Linked DNA regions of Triticum aestivum: region 2 is linked to region 1. A link is a contact called in public Hi-C data. All regions are on one chromosome and are shown on one strand. The core of a region is the stretch at or near the end of the contact, and the rest is flanking DNA. Distances in the headings are between cores, read along the strand shown.

Region 1 (4,122 bases), core at 1,251-3,750:
TCAACAAAATGGCCTTTCAGCGCACTGCTCATGAGCAGTCCACGGAAGTGCCGGGAGTTTGTTCTCTATTATCCCGCACTGCTACACCCCCTCAGATTAATCAATCATTGGAAACTTCCACTGGTCACCTCGTCCTCCGCACAATCGGACAATCCGTTCGGCGAATCGCGCGGCGACACCGCGCGCGATCGCCTAATTCGATCCGGTGACGGACTGACAGAACTGAGGTCACCTAGCCCGATTAAGAATTTGAGATAAGCAAGGGTGGGTCAAGCGGAGGACGATCACCAGACAGCTAGCTAATTAGCTACTAGCAATTGGTTAATTGTTAAAGGTCTTGGACAAATTTGGTGAGGTCTCAGTCTTTCAGAGAAGAGACACACGTAGCAGGGAAGGGAGCTGGTAGCTAGCTAGCTACAGGGCTACAATGGCCGTTGGGTTGGGTAGCACCGGCGAGTCTGAACTCTGAAGCTTCTTCGTTGCCGGGGCCGGCCGGCCGGCCGACATATCTGTTAGCTAGCTGTGGCCTGTAGGTGGTGATTGATGTAAATCGTCTGACGGCCGGGATCTTCGTCGTCTATAACTAATCGCGACATGACCTGCGTTTCTTGGAAATTAAGGATTGTGAGCTTCACATTTCCGTTCCTTTACATATGTGTCAACATGAGTGCTGTTAGGAATGATTACGCCTGCGTTTCTTCAGAAATAAGGATTGTGAGCTTCACATTTGTATCTATTAGTTACGGGCCGGCCTCTAAAATTTGTCCATGCGTGGCATCTGAATGAATAGATCTCTACTGAACTATGATGTCATATCTTGTGAAGGTTGTAGCCCGCCCTCGTACCTACAATTGGACAAAATACCACATTAAATCATTTGAACTTCGGGGGAAAAGCCGCTGGCAACAGCTCACTCTCGAACCTATGAAGATCACTGTCACCACACTGAATAATGTTGCCATGCATTGAAGACTCCCTAGTTTGATACTCCGGCCTGTGGTGATTAGATTTCTGGGTTTTCACAAAATAAAAATAGATGAAGGAAAATAAATTAAATGGGATGTGACCTATGTTTCCTGATAATATAGGCATGATGGTGACATTCAAAAGTATCTTTTGATGGCATGAAATGAATCAAACCTCACAAATTAGTAAAATTATTTCGATGATTTGATTTGCATATCTCCTAGATATTCTCTCAGAACTACGAATAATCGCAAACTTGATACGTGCACACTATATTTATCTATTTGAGCCGAGGAACAGAGACAATACTATACACATTTCATCACAAACTGCACCCGACTGTTCACCGGATTTCCGCCGAATCCTGCGCCTTTCGGGGCTGGCCCGCCGCTCAGCGAGACGACCCGCAAAGCAACGGCAAGGGGGGTTGAGGGGTCAAATTCATGATTGGAGGGGGACCACGGAAACACTCGTCCTTGCACATCACTACCACATGTCCAATTTCAAAAGCAAGTGCTGCCACCAAACGGAAAAATAAAGGGTTTGTGGGGGCATCAGTTATCTCATCATCATATCTGGTGTTAGCTAGCTAGGGGCCTCCTGTTCATGCACTTTCTTCAACCGGAGAAGAGAAGAGAAGAGAAGAAGATTTGGTCGTGCTGCAAATGCATGTGTGTAGATGTAGGTAGGGCTGGCTTTCTGTGAGATGTCAGCGTCGTACCCCGGTGCATGGAGTTGCTTAGGAGCATCTGATGATGATCAGTTGGGAGATACGGAAGGTTGGGAGGGGGGAGGGAAAGAGGGTTTTAGGTCTACCAACTGGTGGTTAGGGGACTAATACGTCTTAACAGATGCCGTCACCTACTGAAAGCGAGAAGGGAGGGGATCGATCGGATTGGTGCCCTTGCAATCAAGGCGTCCGGGGAGAATCAGCTAGAAATGGCAACTTGGGGGGCCCTTTCAGCTGAAAACACACCCAGCAAGTGAGGAGGGTAATGGACCTGCTTTTCTGTGCACTGAGTGGACTAACTGAACTGCCTGCCCAACAGGTATGCTCGCTGCAAGGTCACTCAAAACTGGCAAGAATCTACGGGTTTCTATAGCAGCATAAAAGCGAGAGCTCCCTTTTTTCCCCACTCCGTTCCGCGGCCTTCCCGTCAAATTTGAAATTCTCAATTGTCTAATTGTTCAGAACCAAAAATAAATAAACACTTGCATGTGGAAGCATATTCTTCAGAGTTACTAAGATATACCTGCAACCAACCGTATGATGTTGGTTTTATCATGTGAGTCACAACTAAACTAAAGTACACATGTATGTATTGCATGCCTAAAAGGCGCATCAGTCTCATGTCGACGGCGGAGATCGAGGGTCGGTCTCCCGATCTCGGCCGTCGATGTCCCTGTGGCCTGAGCGTGACGCACGCGCTCAAAGCAGCAATCCTATACGTGAGAAAACGAGTGGGGTAAAGAGGAGATAGGGAGGAATAAGCGAGAGGGAAACAAACAAAAACGGTGGTGGGGTTTCTTTAGGATTTGCGGGGCGGGGGGATAGTGTTAGGCAGGCCCTCCTCATTGGCGCAAGCAGCCCCGGAGTATATTATTGCTCAGGGAAGGAGGCAGGAGGAGCTACAACAACCAAAAGAGAAGAGACCAACACCAAAAGCAGCAAGATATATACAATCCCAGGAGCGTTCTTGGTTATTTTAAGCCCACACCCTCGCTGCTAATCCCCTCTTTAGAATCCTCGGGATCGGCCCTCTGTCCCCGGCCGGTCTTCTGCTAGGTGGTTCCTGTCAGAAGAACTCTGATCAGATAGCACCCAAGAAGAAGAAGCTCTTGCTCTTGCTTGGCCTCAAAGCCAGTTCTTGCAGAGGTATGTGTAGAGGTTCATCTTATCAAGCTTGCCTTGCTCTTTGCATCCATCAAATTTGTAGATGATTCAGTGAGCAACAGGTTTCTGTTAGGTGTTTTGGTCTCTATATGGATTCTTGGTGTTGTTGTGGCTTCTTGCTTGTTGAGCTTTCTGTTCCTGGTTAACTACTTGTGGTTGGCTGGTGCAGCACCATACCAACTTGAAAAATTGCTTCCTGTTCTGGCTGATTCTTAGCAAGTTTGGTCTCTGAATTGCCAAGTGGTAGTAGTAACTAGTAGTAACTGATATTTTTGTGTGTTCTTAGTTTCTCCCAAGTCATGTCCAGTTAGGCCTTTTCCCCCCTTGATAGGTACCACTGATTTGGACTGGTGTTTTCCTGAAATTATATGCTGGTTTCATCAGCTGAGTGAAAAGGCTTCGGTTTCTTTTTGTATGCAGGTACTTCAGAAAGAAGATTGAGGTGTTGTGTGTTTGGGAAGTACAGTGATCTGAAGTTTGTCCTCCCAGGTAGATATATAGATGCTTTCAATTCTGTTGGGTCCATTCTATCCTTTTGATTTACTTCGCTTGCAGTAGAATTCTTTCACCCCTCTTGTAATTTTCTGAATGAATTTGTAGTTATTCTTGCCTAGTCCACTCATATCATAATGATACTTCTGCCTAATTTAGTACAGTATGTAGATGCACAGTTGTACTAGCGCACCATGTTTTTACCATCTTTCCTTTGCTCCAAATCTTGCTATTTACTACTGTAATTTGAATTTAGGAGCAAGATGAAATCGCCTTCTGGCAATTCTGAGCGGGATTTACTGACCGTTTCCAATCCTCTATTTCTTCAGTTCGACACTCAAGACAAAACTTGAACCTTACCAAGCGTCGACAGTACAGTAGTACGCTTCTGATGATAGATTGCATTTGCATCTGAAGAGGATCGGATGGCCACGTTCTTCTCCACTTCAAACGATCAGAGGGGCCTCGCCGGCGGCGGCGGAGGTGCCGGCGACATGTCATTCCACCACCACTACCCCATGTCCAACCAATACCCAGACTCGTCGATCGGCGGCCTGATCCCGCTCCCGGCGTCCATCGTGCAGCAGAGCCACATAGCGCACGGCGGCGGCGGCGGCGATGGCCGAGACGACGAGCAGGCCGCGTTCATGGGCTCGAGGGACGGCTCCGAGCTCGGCGGCCTGCAGACGCAGATGCTCATGGGAGACGGCGGCGCGTCGGCAGGGCAGCGCAGTCACCAGGGTGGCCTGTCGCTCAGCCTCGGCTCGCAG
Region 2 (4,025 bases), core at 1,065-3,564, 150 kb before region 1:
TATCGCCGTCGACCGAAGCAGCTGCCTCCGGTGGGGACTCAGGCTCCGACTGGTCTAGCCTATTGCGCAAAGAGGACCCCGACGATGTGAAGGAGGTCGCCCTCCGCATTGCATTGAGGCATTCGGTCGTCGACCAAGGCGGATCCGACAGCGGCAGATCCACTTCGACAGTGCCCGACGCCCGTCGACATCGCCGGTCCTTACCGCTAGGCGCGCAGCTCCAACCACTTTGCTCCGCTCCTCCAGGTACGCCGCCCACCACCAACACCCTCTGCTTCGGAGGTTGGTGCCCAGCCACCGCCGGGTCCTCGTGCCCGCGGCAGGGCCAACATGCACTCGAACGCCCGAGTCAAAGGCACGAGCAGGCAGCAGGCGAGGGCATCGGCATCCCAGTCGATGTCCGCGCATCGATCGATCCTGAGGCAACACTCACGACGGCGGAGACATATGCATGGCGCCTCCACCGCAAGAATGCGGCACTCCGACTCGCCATTCAACTGTCAGAGCACGAGGCAACAAAGGAGGCGGCAGCGAAGGCGGCTCGCCATGCCAAGGAGCAGGACCGCCTGCTCCACGCCAACAACCGAAAGGGAAAGGGGCCAGCAAGGAAATGATGATTTCCCCCACCCTTCATCCCTCTATTTATATTTTATCTATGTTTGTAGTATGGATATGCACTGTCCGCCGTTGAGCTCCGATGAATCATGTTACTTTTTGTCCAGCTAATCCGATGAACTGGGCTATGATCATGTATTTTACATACCATTGCATGAATTGCATGGTTTTGAGGTTTAGGATACAAGGGACGCGAGCATGCAAGATGAAATATAAGGCGTGCCCGCCGAGTTTGAGGGGTCGGATTTGCCATATATACCAAACACTGAACACTGTCAAGAGAATGCAGCAGGCTATTACTACTACATAACAAGAACCAAACTTAGATATCACCAGGCAGCCAGACAAACAGAAGCACCAACAACAGGCCACTCAAAAAGTGCATGACATAGAACACGTTGGTACAACGTTCAGGCTGGCAAACGGGCAAGCATAATTAACAAAATTTGACCAGTACACATTCAGGATAACTAGTTACTTGAAAAGTAAGGTTCAGCAGGGCTTCATTTTCCCATAAACAGGCGTGCAGCTTAGTCGCCCTTCCGGCGGAAGGAGCATCCCTCGGTGAGCCTCGCTTTTCCTCCGGTGGGTTGGCAGAGCACCGTCTGGCAGCCAGGGCACACCACCACGGTCTGAGAGTGGCTGAACACAGTTGTTCTGCGATCAATGCAACAGAGTCAGATATATGATACGTGAATGAACAAGAGCAAGCTTCAGTAATAACGAATAAACTGGAATTGGTTGATACGTAGATATAATTCAAGTCAGGGCCAGGCAAACAGCATGGGTAATCAGGGAGGTGAGGAGGAATGATCATGGAAACTAGCAATCAGCTCAACATTTCGAGCTGAACCATCAGGTGACGTTTGTATGTTGTATAAATGCACGCAAACTAACCCAACTTCGACGAACATCAACGAACCACAACGTCGTACAAGATGCACCGGGTGCTAAATCTACATATTTTCTCATATAGCAGGCAGTTCTATGTGCATAAACCTAACCTTTATGCCATTCCTAAAGCAGAGCAATCTAAATCATTGATAGCATCTTTTTTACATCAAGTGCCCAAGTCAAGAATCCAATCCACCATCTTAATGTTACTGTGCAGTATATTATTAACTATGAACACAAGAAGACTAAAGCGCGGAAAAGATCATACGCTCTTACATGTTGAAGCAGCCCTGGCACTTGACATCCTGCACGGACGGAACACAAAGACAAGCACGTAATTAGGGGCCGAGCCAGGAGAGCAGTCAAAGGAACGGGAACCCCCAGATTGATCCTACGTGATCTGATGCGCACGTACCATGAAGAAGGAGTTGGGGGACTGCACGAGGCGCTTCTTCTTGTGCTTGAGCTTCTCGAGCTCCGCCGGCGGGTTGAGGAGGTCGATGTCGTTCTGCAGCACCTGCTCCGTTCGATTCCCAACCGAGACAACAGACAGATTAGATCACAAGAGATGCGCAAGTCTCGGATCAAACGAACGAGCAAACATTCGGACAAAAATCGAAGGGGATAAAAGCCGCGATGTATCCTCGCCGTACCATCTTGACGGGCGGCGGCGGTCTTCGCGTGGGAGAGGATGCGGGGACGGGGTGGCGGCGGTGGAGAGGAGCGGAGGCGCTAGGGCTGGAGGCCGTGGGCGTGGGGACTTCATGGTGGCTTTATGAGTAGGCTCGGTGCATCTGGGGCGTCCATCCCGTTTGATCTGGGCTTCGTACGGCGGTGCGGCCGTGCTGGGCTGGGCTGGGCAGTAGGTATAGGGCCGATACGCATGTGTCGCAGTGGCCATGGCGAAATCACTTAAGGGTAGTCGCTTTGGCGAAATCACTTAAGGGTAGTCGCTTCCGCTGGTTCCTATTCGGCGCCTTAAGCGCCCGCTACAGTACTAATTACAAACGGGCGCATACCCCCCCACCGCTGGGCCGGCCCATCTGGCTTTTCTCTCTGTAGTTATCACACTGCAAAAAAGTCTGCTAGTAGCAGGAATCGAACCGGGGACGTCCCACCCCGCCATCACCAACAAGACATGCTAACTTTCATATTTTTATCTCTTTTGTTCTTTCTTTTATTCTTCTGTTTTCGTTTTTTTTCTTTTTTTCCTGTTCTTCTTCCTAGGTTCGTGAACTTTTCCAAATTCGTGAAATCCTTCTTCAAAATCGATGAACTTTTATTAAATTCAATGAACTTTTATTCAAATTTGATGAACTTTTTTCAAATATAGTGAACTTTTTTCCAAATTTGATGATTTTTTTTCAAATTCAATGAACTTTTCTTTAAATCTGATGAACTCTTTTCAAGATTGGTGAACTTTTTTCAAAATCGATCAACTTTTTTGAAAAGTGATGAACTTTTTCCAAATTTCATGAACTTTTTTCCAATATTTGATGAACTTTTTCTAAAATTGATGAACTTTTTTCAAATTGAGGAATTCTTTTTCAAAATTAATGATTTTTTTTGAAAAGTCAACACAGTCAACTGCGAATTGGTCAAAAGTTGAACGGTCAACGGGTCTGTTGAATCTAACGGGCCTTTTTTCTGTTTGTCAAGCTATCGAAGAAGGGATCGATCCAGCTAAATGGGACGGCCCATGTGAGCTGGGACGTGAGCGCCAGCATGCAAAAGCGGCGCATAAGGCGCCAATGAGGAGGACTCGTCGCTTCCACCTTTCCCTAAAAAAAAAGTCGCTCCCACCTTTCCACTTGCGGCAAGTGGCGCAGCAATCTGTGAGGTTTAACAACCCTAAAAAAACAATCTGTGAGTTTCAACTTTTTCATAAATCTGTTTATTGAAAACGTTTTATCTTTTAAATTATGCGTTCAAATTGTGGATCGTTTTCATTGTTGGATTTCTCGCGCTGAGATTTTCAAAACTAGATCCATGTTAACATGTTTCGACGAACTTTTCTTCACAAAACAAACGAGAAGAAAAAAATGAGTTGGAAGCATAGTCTTTGCCCATTCCAGAGGCACAACGTCTCTCCGAAAGCAAAGTTGTGCTATTCATGGAAGAAAGAAAATGCATTTTTTTACTTCCCAAGAGCGCGGAAGCAAAACCGTGCCTCCACAAGAAGCAAGTTTGTGCCTCTCATTAAAAAAACCCGCGTTATTTACCTTTCTGAGAGGCACAACAATGCCTTCATGGAAGAGAATGTGTGCCTGCATGAGAAGCAAATTTGTGTCTCACGCGGAAGCAGAAAAACATCTTTTCTCCTTCTAGAGTTATGCCTCTCGCGGAAGCAAAAAAACACATTTCGCGCAAATTTTTTATTTGAATTTTTTTACTTTCAAAACCGATGGAAAATCCGGCAAAACTTGAAAAGCCGAAAAAAATAGGTTCCTAAACCCGAAAGCCCGAACATGATAATAAAATCCCAACGGTGCGTCCAGCATGCGACACATTGTGTC

What was found. A called contact is a pair of places that touch in the nucleus more often than the background predicts.
Region 2: a Hi-C map of leaf shows a contact between it and region 1, with 4 times the contacts expected there. The contact joins the promoter of LOC123093263 here to the promoter of LOC123093261 in region 1. A contact is called at or near these places in 4 of 5 Hi-C or Micro-C datasets (leaf and root).

The regions. Positions count from the first base shown.
Region 1 is chr4B:562,772,430-562,776,551 of IWGSC CS RefSeq v2.1, reverse strand. LOC123093261 (BEL1-like homeodomain protein 7) reads left to right here and starts at 2,500. Exons shown (of 4, transcript XM_044515178.1): 1 at 2,500-2,842; 2 at 3,281-3,349; 3 at 3,682-4,122. The coding sequence starts at 3,778.
Region 2 is chr4B:562,927,065-562,931,089 of IWGSC CS RefSeq v2.1, reverse strand. It overlaps LOC123093263 (40S ribosomal protein S27), which reads right to left and starts at 2,314. Exons shown (of 4, transcript XM_044515179.1): 1 at 2,163-2,314; 2 at 1,925-2,026; 3 at 1,786-1,814; 4 at 982-1,272. The coding sequence starts at 2,165. The coding sequence ends at 1,146.